Linked DNA regions of Bombyx mori: region 2 is linked to region 1. Evidence: chromatin contacts called from public Hi-C data. All regions are on one chromosome and are shown on one strand. Each heading gives the region's core, a stretch centred on a gene start, on an enhancer-like site or on the middle of the called end of the contact. The rest is flanking DNA. Distances are from core to core; before and after follow the strand shown. Region 1 holds the start of LOC101740207 (ataxin-1-like). Region 2 overlaps LOC119630405 (a long non-coding RNA gene).

The links. A called contact is a pair of places that touch in the nucleus more often than the background predicts.
Region 2: a contact with region 1 is called in a Hi-C map of whole pupa, with 2.1 times the contacts expected there. The contact joins the enhancer-like site here to the promoter of LOC101740207 in region 1. A contact is called at or near these places in 4 of 7 Hi-C or Micro-C datasets (middle silk gland, posterior silk gland and whole pupa).

What each region holds. Positions count from the first base shown.
Region 1 is chr11:10,774,836-10,782,266 of ASM3026992v2, reverse strand. It overlaps LOC101740207 (ataxin-1-like), which reads left to right and starts at 4,692. Exons shown (of 4, transcript XM_012695064.4): 1 at 4,692-5,369.
Region 2 is chr11:10,816,766-10,824,196 of ASM3026992v2, reverse strand. It overlaps LOC119630405 (a long non-coding RNA gene), which reads left to right. Exons shown (of 5, transcript XR_009974290.1): 3 at 1-469; 4 at 1,054-1,134; 5 at 1,606-2,463. Among protein-coding and RNA genes, the nearest start is that of LOC119630405, 10 kb to the left of the region's middle. Within about 2 kb of position 4,941, at least 7 of the 8 cell types and tissues checked have open chromatin away from gene starts, as enhancers often do.

The sequences.
Region 1 (7,431 bases), core at 3,443-5,942:
ACAAAATTGTTCACTTTAACTTTGTTTAAATCTATAAGTAACTGAGGTTGATGTTCATAGAATTTGATATCGACTAATGAGGAAAATTTTGACTGTCAAATTCAGAACATTAATCAAAACATTTGATATATCATATGCGTTCATAAATTACATTATTAACCGCTGTAGATCTTTTTTAAGAAAATCGTATGAATTTTGAAGAAAACTTATGTTACACTTTAAAACATATTAATTTTGCTTTAATACTTTATTAGATTGTTGAGCATTTAGAGATTTAAAAAAAATTGTTTAAAAAAATTGTTACGTCTTTTTAGTGATTGTGGGTGTGAGCTTTTGAGTAAACTGAAATGGTATTAAACAACATGATCAAGGCTGTTTGGGTTTTTTTCCCTGCGCCTGAGCGTGTCCAATCGATCGATGGCCCTACTGACGAGTTCAACGCGAAGTTGCTTTGAACGTTTTTATGTACATTAAAAATAATTATCTATTCCTTAAGCCATAATAAACTTAAGTTGACATGAAAGCGATTCTCGGGTCAAATAATTTAATTAATAATATTCACTCGATAAGATATTTTTAATATTTATGTGCATTATCTTGGGATTGTAACAAAATACAGTTTTTTTTTGGTGATACATTGTATTTAATTTTAACACATTTTTATTATTTTTGTTTTCTTGTTATTAATTTGATATTTTATGTACATAAAAATATTTCTAAGCAGTGTAAGATGTAAAAATAAGTTGTTAAAATGCTTTGTATTACTTCAGTAATTAATTACGACTGCAAAAACGAACTCTACGTCCTACGATCTATGAATTTTCTATAGTAATTTCTGTTGTACTTTTAGTAATTTTAATTGTTGTAAGCATTGTTGTAAGTAGTGTACAAGAATGTTAATGCAACGCAATAAATCAAGACCCTCATGTTTTAGATGTTTATATTGTAAAAAGATTGTAGAAGGAAACTTTTTCTCAAACAATAATCTTAGTGTGTTGATTTTATTTAATTTATTTATTTTCTTTCTCAGTCGATATGCGCCAGTAGCTTTTTTTGAATGAAGGTGAAATAAAATAAAGGATCTAAATACGAATCGTCAAAACGCTTTTTTTCACTACCTATGCTGATAGTCTTTACAGGCTATTTCAGCTTCACCTTGACATAGGTGAGCTCACGGGGCTCAAATAGGAGTGTTGCTAACACTGGCCCTAGCAAGAGCAGTTTTCGCAGAATCCACCGCCGGCTCGGAAACGCGACCCACTGAGAAGATCCGGCGAGAAACTCAGTGGGCTGTGTCTATGGGTTAATTTACTCGTCAAGCCCTTCGTCGCAAACGGGTTCGACGAGAACGGTGACCGGTGCTTGAGGTACCTAAAAGCACCGCTAATGGATCAGCCGTAATGACGTATTTAAGGTGAAGTCGACTGTTTACCATTTGGTCCACAGGATCGGGTATGTAATTTCCGGCAAAACGCTGTCTTACATTGGTCTAATTGCAAAAGGAATCTTACAAGCAAAGTTTGAAAGTGAACGAATTAATTGAAATTTACTTTATTGTACAAATGAAATGTTCATGTAATAAAATTTACACTAATTTTAAAAAGAGGCCACAGTTTAGTATATTTAGTATGTTTTTAAAGCCCAGAAACCCACAAAATTGTGATTTTCATTATAGAACTAGAGAGATCAGGCCCGGTATTCCTTTTTGTTAGGATTATGGCTTTTTATACCCGAAGCAGAAACGAGACGACAATAACCGTAGATTACTTTGTAGTGCAATAATGAGTAGGAATAATGTTAACGATAACGATACTTGGCTGCCGATTTTAGCTACGTTCCTTTGTGTAACCGAAGTCCCCATCTGTTGTTATTACCGACGGGTGTTTTTTTTTTTTTAAATTACGGTCTTCCTCGTTTGTCTCAGCTATTGTAATCAACCGTTTGAATGAACACAAAAAGTAATTTGCCGTAAAAACTCATACTACGTATCTTCGTTAACTGAAATAGTTTCGAGTGAAAGTTGCAATCCATCCACACTACCTGTTGCCTAGCAGGGACATATCTCTTTATTAGCTTTATTTTCGCATTTACCATGACCGTAGCGATGAAGATTTTAAAAGTCAAGATGAAGATTTTTTCAAGATAATACTGAAGATAATTTTGTTATTTTTATTTACTGCTTAGATGGGTGGACGAGCTCACAGCCCACCTGGTGTTAAGTGCGTCACCCACCTTGAGATAAGTTCTAAGGTCTCAGTATAGTTACAACGGCTGCCCCACCCTTCAAACCGAAACGCATTACTGCGTCACGGCAGAAATAGGCAGGGTGGTGGTACCTACCCGCGCGGACTCACAAGAGGTCCTACCACCAGTTTTCGTTGTTATAATGTTGGTATTATTCGCGGTCCACTTGTAGTTGTTACCGGAGTTCGTAAACTCGCAACGTGAATGTGGCCAGAGATATTGATACACAAGGTCGAAGACTCAATTGCATTAAATAACGGCTCTCCCACATTTCGAATCGAAACGTGTGACTGACTGTTTAGCAATGTAAAATCTTCACGATGATCCGGTCTCAAATCCATCGGTAAATATGTGAGGTCAGCGTAGGAACGCTACTTCGCGACAATATAACACTTTTATCGTTGCCGCCGCTAACTATACCCTTTATCCGGGTCAGGCAACAACCCATCACCGACGATGTTATAGGCACGTTCTGATTGATCCACTCAACTCCGTGTTTTTGGATGCTTCTAGGCCTAAGCCACGCAGCCATAGCACAGGTCATTGTACTCGTCGAAGAACTTAACGTAATACCTAACCCATACTATAACCCCGCTGAGTTTCTCGTCGATTCTCCTCAGCAGATCGTGATTCTGATCCGGTAGTAGATACACTCGCCAAAGAATCAACTTTGAACTACTGTCGCATACTGAAGCGTTTGGGCCGTTAGTAAATCCCTGTCTCGTGGCTGAGTACACGCTGTCTTTCTTTGCTTTCTTATTTTGTTTAGGCCGCAAAACCCCTACATAAAAAAACAGCTTGTTTCATGGTCAAAATAGGCAGCATGATGGTATCCTTTATACGGGCACATGACCCGTACCAATAGGTGGAAAGGTTCAAAACTAGAATATGTTTAAATACATTTATTTATCGTATACCAGCATAATGAAACACAAGTGACTCATACGATAAAGTTAGGTACAATTCCGGGTACTGACCACATGTAAAGCTGCATTATATGCTTCGGTATTAGATTCTACTTTAAAACTAATTTTATTAAAACCTAATGTCTCCATAAGGTTAAAATTGCAAAGAGCTGGTCTAAATCTGCCTATAATACCAGCGAAAAGGCTCAACAAATACCTGTCGTGTAAATTATTCGAAGTTAGTCTACTGAGAGGCTTAAATCTTGGTATAAGCTTAATACCAAATTACAAAGGTTGATTGATTGCTGTCTGAGATGTTCTAAGAATCCTTCCAACCTATATAAAATATTTTTATAATGAAACTAGCTGACCCGGCAGACTTCGTAGTGGCTCAATCGATAAATAAAAGACCTAAATTTTATTTAATTCCGAGAATTTTTATATTTGTCTACCTTTTAAACCTTTTCTGGACTTCCACAAATAATTTAAGACCAAAATTAGCCAAATTGGTCCAGCTGGTCTCGAGTTTTAGCGAGACTAACGAACAGCAATTCATTTTTATATATATAGGTAGATATGGCTTAACGAATCCGGTCTCTACAATAACATATACCTAAGCGACATTCCGTCCTAAGTAATTTTCTTGGATATTTCGTATCCAACTCCCAACCTTGATCTTAGGTACTGGTGGTGGCTACGACATTTTACTAGCCCATGAAGGTGGTTTAAGAGTGTCCCAGTCCTGATTATGTCTGACACGATGCGTTTAAGAGTGTATAACATGCATAAAAATCGAACACTCGCAAAGTCCAACTTCAAATACAATATATCCAGGTATTATTACGAGGGTGCATATCGATTCTGGTAACCGTATCTAGCCATAAGCTTGTCTGCATACCTTCACTAATAAATGAAATCGATTCAGGTTACAACTCGCGTCACTCAAGAAAGCGCAGCGATGCGATGTGCATGCGATACATTTGTAACAAGTTCCAATAGTGAAACATATTCATTCATACGTTTGTTGTAAACTTAATCTTTAGATTTTGGAGTCAGTCGCACCGATACAACAGTCATTTTTTTCTTTTTTAATTCATATCTAATCAGATAAATAAATCGGTTGCTCAAAGACTTAACAATGAAATGAGACGAGAACATTAAAATATTAAAATTGAAAATTTACGACTCTACTTTGCTAACTATAAACTAAGAACTTATCTCGTTTAGTGAACATTTTTGGTACAATGGCCCTGGTTAGCTCTAATTATGGTGAAAGAAAGCCATAAACACAGTTACCATAGGTATGTGAGTACGAGCTGTGCGATGACGTAAGCAAAGTTCGAAACCGGTCCGGGAACATTTCTGCTCGAGATGTGTGGGAAATAACGATAGAGAGTAGATTATAGTAGATGATAGTAGACCAATATGGATATTAAGACTTTTTACACTAAAATAGACTGATTCCAGAAAATAATGAGATTAAATAAATGAAAATATGGCTTACTCTACATGCTCTACGTTTCAAATTAATTCATGATTTGCATTTGCAAAAAAGTCTTTAATCCTTGATTTTAATACTAGTCTATTAATTTAATCCTCTTCTTTTGTTGACTCAACCTCTGGAAGGTGCCGTAAGTTTCCGGATTCATTGTGGGCACTACGTGCGTGCTTACAGTTTTTATGCATGTATTGGTGGATGGCAGGTTCTACCGGCGTGCGGCAGCGGAGCGCGGCCCAGGGGGGCATACTTACTACGTGATTAATCCGCGCCCCCTACCCCCGCCCCCCCGGGCGGCAGGCGGTGGGCCGCGGCCGGGCGCTCCGTACTCGCGCCGGGTTTCCTCGTCCCCGCGCCTCACGGCCACTCACTACGCACGGGGCTCCGCGTAGTGCCACTGCCAGTCGCGCTGCGACCTGCGCCGACGTCGCACATCGTTCGCGTATTTCTGATCGTCACATCGACCCGTCATATCATTCATGCAGATCTCTGCCCGTTGATTTACCTGCTGTGACCGCAGCGAGAAGACGCGCGACCCGCGAGTGACAAACAAAAGCGGCCGTCGCATCCGTGCACTTTTCCTTCGGTATTTGAACGCACGGAACCAGTTAAGAGTGAACGATAGACTTTTCCTCGGATGAGACCTCCGGCTTACCGCCGTTGTAGTGATCCACGGCCTGCGATGCTGCGCCCGTGACCGTCTCAAGACAATACCACGAAACGTAAGGAAATAATTTTGATGGCACAATCGGGTGGCTTGCGTGCACGGCCCGCCTTCCTATTTGCATGGCGCATACGAGTGGATTTTATTTTCGTCTGGCGGGCTGTGTGTGCGCGGGCGAGAGTGTGCGAGCCGGCGGTGGTGTGCGCGCTGCTTGTCTGTGTGTGTTCCACGGTAGAGACTCGAGACGGCTATTCTCTGGTGCTCCGCTTTATTTAGGTTGTTTCCGAGCGTATCGGCTCGTTTCAGTCTAACACCACCGCCTACCTCTATCACTGCCTCTATCTTAAATTTAAGATCATTTCATTCAGACAATTTTAGGCAGTAGTAATGAAAGTACTGCTATGTGTATTTGTATCATGAAATCAAGTACAAAAAAGGTACTGAATTCATTGAATTTGCCTGAAATGACTGCTATTCACAAATCGTTAAGAGTCGTCAGAGTAAACAAGCAAGGTAGAGCTAGCTATAAGCAATTCCTCATAGACTGTGTATAGTGGTGTGAGAACCGGTCCAACAGTGTTACCGTGTTGGCAATATTAACATTTTCTACAATTCAATGTGCGTTACATGTCAATGATCTCGGAACACTAAGATTTTTCTTTTGAATCTAAATGTTGTAGCCCTTCTTTTAGAAAATGGTTTGTTTATTTGTTACTTTTGAGCCAAAATATCACGGGTTTTGTTGGACGATAAACATTTACGATTGATATCCAATATCAAACTTGATATCCAAGATAAACCGTCCGTTTCTCAGTCGGTTAGGTGGAAGAATAGTTTAATGGTGTAAGCTTATTTACGACACCGTTAATGATCAATTTAAATGTATATTTGGAATGATTTTAGCGATGGCAACTTCAAAGTGATTACACGTGTATACTTAAGGTACTAAAATATTGGATCTTAAAATATGATCGAACAGATAATAACAATTCGTCAAGTTTGAAAACGAACTATACATTTATTGTACCAGAATTCATAATTTCTGTGTTTACTTACTCTAAATTACGTCATCTGAGGTTAATAACGGTAATGTAGACACAGAGCTCGCTTAAACAACAATTAGTAAGGGACAAACTATGCCGATAACAACGTGGTTTAAATAGTTATTGTTCTAATTGTAATTAGCTTTAATATTAAACATGTTTATTTTAGTTAGGGGCATCATTCATAGCCGATAGTATACTTCAAATAGCGCACGTTGGAAAAATGCGATGTAGGTAGTATTAATTTTATTAGTACCTATTTGCAATATTGAAAACTGCAACAGTATCTATATTACCCGTAAATCGGTCGTATATATATATAATATATATAAAGGTTGTATTTGATACAAGAAAAAAATTTAATTATATAGTTGTAATTATATTAAAATTATAAAAAAACCCGACCTTGAAGGATTAACGAATATCGAATGTGTAGTAAAAAAATACCCCATTATGGAATCTAATTGATAGAGCGTTGTTGATAAATCTGACAGTATTGTTTCCATAACAAATTGTTCTGTAGGAACGTCTAAGCAATAATACAACGTGTAAATAAATATTGCTCAAGTTTAACGTTATTATTAGAACAAATAGGAAAACTACACGGTCGAGTCGGACTGATACCCTCTGACCGATGACATATCCACGTTGTTGTCATATTTATGTAAAATTATATTTCTCGGCACCAGAAATATAACGTGTTTTTTTTTTTTGCAAACTTCCCTCATGAATTGAGTTTTTAGTTTTTTTCGTTTAAAAAATTTCTCAAAAATAACTTATCCTATTATAAAATGGTAGCATAAATGCCAGAACACTTAGCATGACACATGAGCTCGAGTTCTTAATTGTGTTGTTTAATGATTACCTAATCCCATATATTTAGTCAGAACACACGGCTGTTTCACGGCAGAAATCCTCCTCGCGTCGTTTTCCTCATTACTGAGGGTCGAGACTCCCCCGCTGAATCAGTTTCTCCCGTACGACTTCCCTCCATCTGCCGCGATCCTTTGCTTCATAAAGGCATTGTGGAAATTGATGCTCAGAGAAGATCGTATTTGGTCCGACCATCTCGTGGGA
Region 2 (7,431 bases), core at 3,692-6,191, 42 kb before region 1:
ATTTATTCATTTTAATTGTAAATACAAACAAATTATTATATGAGCTGTGAATACAGATAAAAGTGTGTGTTTTTTGGCTAGAGAATAAATACGGCAATGTATTTTTCTATATTAACATAAAATACATGATCTTATTTCGAAACATCGCTTGTCACACAAAGCAAAAAAGACGATTTTAATACTAACTACGTAACTACATTATTTTCATTTTAAATATTACTCTTATTTTGTTTATTCTTCAAGATGTTGATGGATTGTTCTTCAGTAACGTTATCTATTCTCGGAGTGTCATTTACAGTTCAACGTCACTTAAGACGTAATAAAAAAAAAGCTCTGTGTTTATCGTGGATGTCCATTTAATGGGAAATTCGAAACGCATTGATTCTCCAGCCTCGTGTCTAGTCCGGATCGTCTACCGAACATTCCGAGATAGTAATTCGATACTACTCCGACGTATAATAAGAAAAAAGTAAGTAATGTTGATGCTTCGCTCCGGGAGTTAATTTTTTGTGACGGCTTTTGGTCGTTCGGTGATCGGTTTTATTGGCGTCAGTGGTCGCCTGCTACGAACAAACATTTTTTTCGGCACCACCGCAGCACGAATTTGTTCGATACTAAGCCTCGTGTCTATCGATGCGTTTCAAGTAAGAAATGATCCGGAATTAGAATCAATGTGTGAACCCGCTTTAATTAATTTCTGTGTACACTGTTGCGGCAGCTCTTATTTACAATGTGGCGCCTGTATTCGTTTTGTTTTCGTAACACAAACCAGTCTGCTTAGACCTTTATTAGTCGTTTTATGATGTTTTATACACAGTTTATAAATAAAAAAAGCCATGTGTGTCTACATTGAAAATTCAATAAAAACACTTTAAAGTTTTATTGAACAGAATTGGGCATTGAGAAGCCATTCTACATTATATGATATTAAGCCATTAGGGGATCTAGAATGTGTATAAAGGAAGTACAATTGATACGATGTAGTTAATTTATTTTTTGTTTGGTATCTTCGTATTTGTTTAATGTAAGTGTTAAAAGGTTTTTCTCTACAAGCTATGACGTTACGACCGACGCTGAGCGAAGAGTAAACAACGGCCTTGCATCGACACTCCGGCGCCACCAATATTACTTCAGGTAAATTAAGAACGATTACTTTCTGTAAAAATTCACTCAGACTACGCAGACAAGATTACGCAGGAATGCGGCCAATAATAAAGTGGACGAAGTGAAAAGTGCGTGCGGTATTCCGTAAAGCATTGTTGGCTCCAAAACGTTTTGTCGCCAACAATGTGCGACGTTAATTCCTGCCATAAACGTTCTAATTAGTCGTTTTTCAACGGCGCACAAGACCGGCAGCGGAGGTGGAGCAAAAAGCGAAGTCGTCGCGGAATGCGGCCCGGTTGAATAACCAACCGTCTGGTCCGGCGCGGCGTCGTGGCCAGTCATAAACAAAGAAAGAGCCCTGTTGCGTAAAAATACGTTATCCCGAGCGCGAGCGTATCGACCATATCGCTGAGATTTATTTTGTCGTGCCACCGGTCTTCGAGAGCGCACTTTCAACTCGTCTCGATTTATTTACGTTTTGTTCGTTTATTTTTTCCACAGATTATTATCGGAGCAGCGCCAAGAATGTTGAAATCATTCAGGCCAGTAAGTGGGCAGAGGAATTTGCCATTCATATTAAAGATGCCGTCATAACAGAACGCTGGGGCTTTTGCTTCTACTGTTGTCTCGAAATCTATTTGTTATTGCAAATTTATTAATGAATATTTATATGATATATTTAAATTTCACTTTTTATCGTGGTACCTACCGAAGAAAGTTTAACCGAGCTTCAAGCAGATTATCGTTATACATTATATAGATATTAATAATAGTGTAGATAAATAAACAATAGATTTAAACATAAATCATTCAAATAGTTTTTAACTGTAAGATAAGATTGATAAAATATTTTAAACGAGCACCTTGGCAAATGTCGCCGTCATTATGCCGATTTGAGGAAATCACCGGATCCTTGAAAGATCGAATACCCATTGCTCTCACAAAATTGAGACTTTGACTTCTCAAGATATGCAGACAGTAAGTATCATATCAATGGATTTCGATGATTGCTCACCACTAGCTGGAACGTGGACTCATTTGTCCATGTGAGCGAACAAAAAAGGAGAATATCTCCAGACTAAAATTTATAGTAACGAATATTCATGAGTTTACATTGGCTCCATTGGAGTTGATATTTCGTAAATAATTGGATGTTTATTTTACGCTTATTCTATACTTGTGTACTTAAAGATAACAAACAGCCTATTTATGTTTAAAGAAACTTTAATTATCGGTAAAACTAAATTGTTTTCTGATGCAAAATTTAAATAATGTTGGTTGAATTTTTTTAAATTTACTTACTAAATTAAACAGGTTTTCAGCAATTTAATAAACTCTACAAACAATAATACTCCAAAATTCAAAGTGTTTTAACTATTTATACTTTTTAAATTTTAATGGTTCCCATTATGTTTTTTTTTTGAGTACCTATCTGCTTGTGGTCTCGAGGGGCTATTATTGGCTTTTCCATGGTTGGTGGACGAGCGCACGTAGTCTAAGATAGCCTGCTAAAGATCTGCTCTGGCAAGAGTAGTGCTTCGCTGAACCACATCACAGGCTCGAAATCGCGACCCGCTGAGAAGATGCGACCCACCCAGTGTTTTGTGTCTCTGGGTTATGTTTCATGTCGATTTCTTGAACGGTCATCGGTGCTTAGAATACAAAGGATTTAATTATATATGTAGGTATAAGGGATGTCACACCGATTATTATGCTGCAGAAATAGGTAGGAACTTGATTCATCTGCTGTCTTAAAACACGCCATACTAGCGATTAGGCAAATTCCTAATTTTATCGCAGTTTTTTTCGATTTAACGATTTTATACCTTCGTCATGGAGCTACGCGAACGCGTGATAAGTACGTGTTTCCTTAGATGAGGGATTTAAACAACGGCTTAATCGCATCACTTACGAGTTCACCGGACATGTACATATAATTATTTGATACTAGCTTTTGCCCGCGACTTCGTCCGCGTGGAATAGTTACTTTGGCATAACGCTAAATTTTACCCGCGACTTCATTTACAGTACTCAGGATTGGAAATTTATTACTGAACCGGTAGATAGCGTTGAAAAAGCTAGATTTTGAGGTTTTTTGACAAACCATTTTTTTATTTTTCGTAAAAAAAAAAATTTTTTCTTAATAAAAAGTATCCTATGTTACTTCTAATACCTCCTAGAATATGTGTACAAAGCTTCATGATGATCGGTTGAGTTAGTTTTCGCGTGAAAGCGTAACAAACAAACTTACATTCACATTTATATATTAGCAGGGATGTTCTACAAACTACAAAGCCTTTTGACGGCATTCAACAAATGATGTGTCAACAGATTGGTCTCTATTGGGGAGTGACACAATTATTGATTGTTTTCCAGATACAAGTTGCCTAAAACATATTCTAGTTATCGCCAGCAGCCTGCATGTGACTGATTTATTTTACTTATAATCAAATAATGCAAAAGTAAAAAAATAAGTTAGACAATGAAAAAATTAAAATAAAAAAAAGCTCGTCCGCATTAAAAATACTTAGGTACTAAAAAGCGAAAACATTATATCTCTGTTATGTACTTACGTGTATAATTAGGTTAGGTTTCTCGAGCATCCATTTTGTATGCATTACCACATCGTAGTATGAGACGCGACGCGACGCACACGCACCAGGTCATTATCCTTCTCTGCTCGTACTCCGTAGTAACTAGTAAATCTCTTGTACCTTGTCCGGCCTGTCAGGCGAGCTATAGATGCGTTATCGTTGCCACTTGTCTTTTATTGTACGAGGCACGCTTTTGTGTTTATTATTAGGTTGATCTTTGATGTTTAATACGTAAATTAATCTACAGTTTTCATTAACAACGACTATAGATGTTTTTTTTTAGTACGTTATATTCTTGGGAAACACTTAAATAATACTCGTAAATAAAATATGGCCGTCCGGGCGAGACTTTTGAAGTGAAAGGTAAGTAATTCAATAATATACAAGCCTCTCATAAACATGATTTCGTAATGGTCATTGTGAAGTTCGTAAATAAAAACATTTTGGAGAATAATTCAGTAAAAGCCGAAAAAAATCGCGAGGGCAAAGAAGGATTCTTCATAGCAATCAAACAGGTTCACGTTTGTGATATTTCCTGTCGAAGTTTGAAACGTTATTAAATAATTTAAACGTCCATTCGCCAGTAAATATAAAACGATGCAGTATCCAATTAACAAGTCAAGATAATTTTACAAACAGGAATTCGATTTATTTTTAATATCCACAATTCAGCTTTTTAACCACTAATTACAATTCATTGACAATAATAGAACGGATCCTATATTTAATTGATAGATACTACTCGTAGGTATATGACTGTATTTAATAAAGTAGCAATGTTATGGTCATCGCATTTATTTAAGGATTCGACAATGAAAAAATGAATGGTTTTCTCAAAATCAATCATTCTAAGTCCACAATGACAAACCTCTATGAACAAAATCTGAAGATGCGTTGAGTAGATTTTTAACACTCACACTAATTTGTTGCCATAAATGCGATTTGAAAAACGTAGTCCTAATAGGTAATTTAGGCCAACAATATTTTATGGAGGACAATCAATTGTTTTTTGTGTAAATTTTCAATTTGCAAATAAATGTTTTACAATTTAACATTACAAAAAAAAAACAGTTTATTTAACGTATTATGATGAATTAATTACGAATGCTATATTGTATCGGCAGCATTTTTAAATTCAAGTATGGTAATGTATTGTAATGCACGCTCGGCCGCATATTAGGAGGGTATGTAGTGAGTAAGAGACTAAACATTGTTTTTAGTGGTCTGTCCCAAGGTTGAGGTCGACGTCCTTGTCGATGTGCGCAGGCGCAGTGCCGGCACTAACCTCGTCGTGAGCGAACCGACGTGACTGTGCAGGGTTGTCACGCGTACCATATAGCATAATTGAGGCCGTCAGCGCAAAAGTGGCCTAAGCTTACCATAGTTAGTACGGAGGCAATTTGGTCTGAATTTTTATGAATTTGAATTTGAGTAGGCCAAAAAACAATACGCGCAAAAATAATGTTTACAAAGCTATCTGCTATCTATGGGTGAAACTATGGATAGGCCGGTTTTGCAAATGTATTATATTTTAAATAAATTCCAATATACGTCATATAAGCGTGAATATAAATAATTGTAGGTTAGGCCACTTCTGCGCTGACAACCTCAATTAAGTGTCTGTTTATTAGGTTCATATATTGGAAATTACGTTAAATTTAAAACAAAAGCAGCCGATGCGAAGTTGGTATTGGATGCGTCAATAGCAAGCCGTGCAAAATCAATAGTAAATTAAAACTCTTTTAACTGAATGTCATCGCATCTGGGATTCCCAACTACTGTCTTCGTTTTTGGGAATTCCATTACACTCGGTATTGACAGCTAATATAGAGAAAAGTCAGCGTTTTTTTTTTCTTTCTCAAACATTGCGCTTCCTTCATTTAATTAGCTTAGTTTACATTCAAATATGGGTGATCAGGCCCATGTATCTTGACAAGACAGTTAATGAAATGTGTCTTTAGATTACTGAAAATAATAATATTAGAATAAATTTCTTACCCATTGTCCTAATTTAATAGTGGATTTTATTCAAGGACATGAAATATCAAGAAGACGTTTTTATATAAGTTGGCAACCTTGTGCGGTAAGGAAAACGTGTGACCAATTTCGAGATACGGTCACATTATAGTATCCTAGAACTATACCTAGATGATCTAATGTAGCTTCCGTTCGGACAGACATTGACGACAATGAAACTTATAAAATGGCGCACAAGGCCGTGATAATATTTAGGATGCAATTTTTAATTGTTAGTGTTCATTATAAGCGAATATTAACGAATTAATTTTAATGAATTTAAGTAGGTATATGATTAAATTTTATTATTTTTCTATTTTGTCCCCAACCTATTCGCTAGTAGGCTAATCTAGGCAATTCCAGCTACACCCTGGCGGGTAGGTAAGCTCATGGGCTCAACCTGAGAGAATTTGCTAACACTAGCTCTAGCAAGAGCAGTACTTCGCAGAATCTACTACTGAATCGGAATCGGAGCCACTGAGAAGATCCGGCGAGAAACTCATGGCCGTTATTTTTCAATTCCTATAGTAGTATGTTACCTGTCGATTGTTATAAATTTAACTTTGTAAATTTGTTTTTAGTGCTTCTGAGGACCTTTTTTGCGGCAGTACCTATCATAGTATCATGAATGCACAACAGGTGGCACACTAGTCACATCAAGAAGGATATTCGTGATTTTAAATTTAACAAAAAAAAGAATGACTTCTTAACTTTCGTTTGAAATATGTTAGCAAAATCTATCAACATCTGGCCGGATTTTAAAACATAAATATTCAAATTAATCTAAAAATAGGCAAAATACGTTTCTTTTAAGACCATCAAAATTCAGAACCTGTTTTGCAAAAAAATAAATTAATGTTATACTTTTTGCGTGAAATTTGTATGGTTGATTGTCGATTTTGCGGCGCGGCCTCGCTACCGTGGTACGCGACACGCGGCGCGGCACCGCACTCTCTCGCCTCTCCTCCGCGACGATAATTGTCAGTAATCATTTGTTTATTGGCGCATAAGCTTCAACGTTTCGCACCACGCTCATTAAAGAGGCTATTTTAAGACGTGGCCGTCCGTTCGTCTGTCCCAGTTTCAAATCATACGACTGTTGATATCACAAGAGCTACTTTACTCATGTTATGCATCCGATAAATGATGACCTCTATGTTTTCTATTTATTACGATAAAGATGAACCTTCAAAATTGTTTAAATTTGACTGCTTGAAATGTTACTTAGTATTAAAATATTACAGTACCTAGCTTATAAAAGGATTGTGCGAATTTCTTTTAAATTTGCTAGCGATGTACAGTGGGATGAATACTCTGGAATCTTACTGCTTGAAATTGTTTGCACGTGTACACACGATAAAAAAATTGTACATAATCTTTTTATTTTTATTTTTATTGCCTAGATGGGAGAATGTTTAAATGATTGATTGAATACTTGAATGCTTCCACTAAAAGCTCTGCTCTTCGTATTATAAAATACAACTTAATTTAAATTGATGCAAACTTAATACATATTGTATACTTTTTTTTAAAATATATCTTATAACAATAAAATGATAATTCTAGAAATCCGAAATTGGATGAAGTAAAAGAAATATCAAAAAACAAACTGAAAAGTTCCTGTATTCTATTCTAATTTTTCCCCTACCCAATCACTAGTAGCCCCTCCCTAGGGCACGGATGCAAAGGATATATTATGCAGGTATTTGAGTATGAA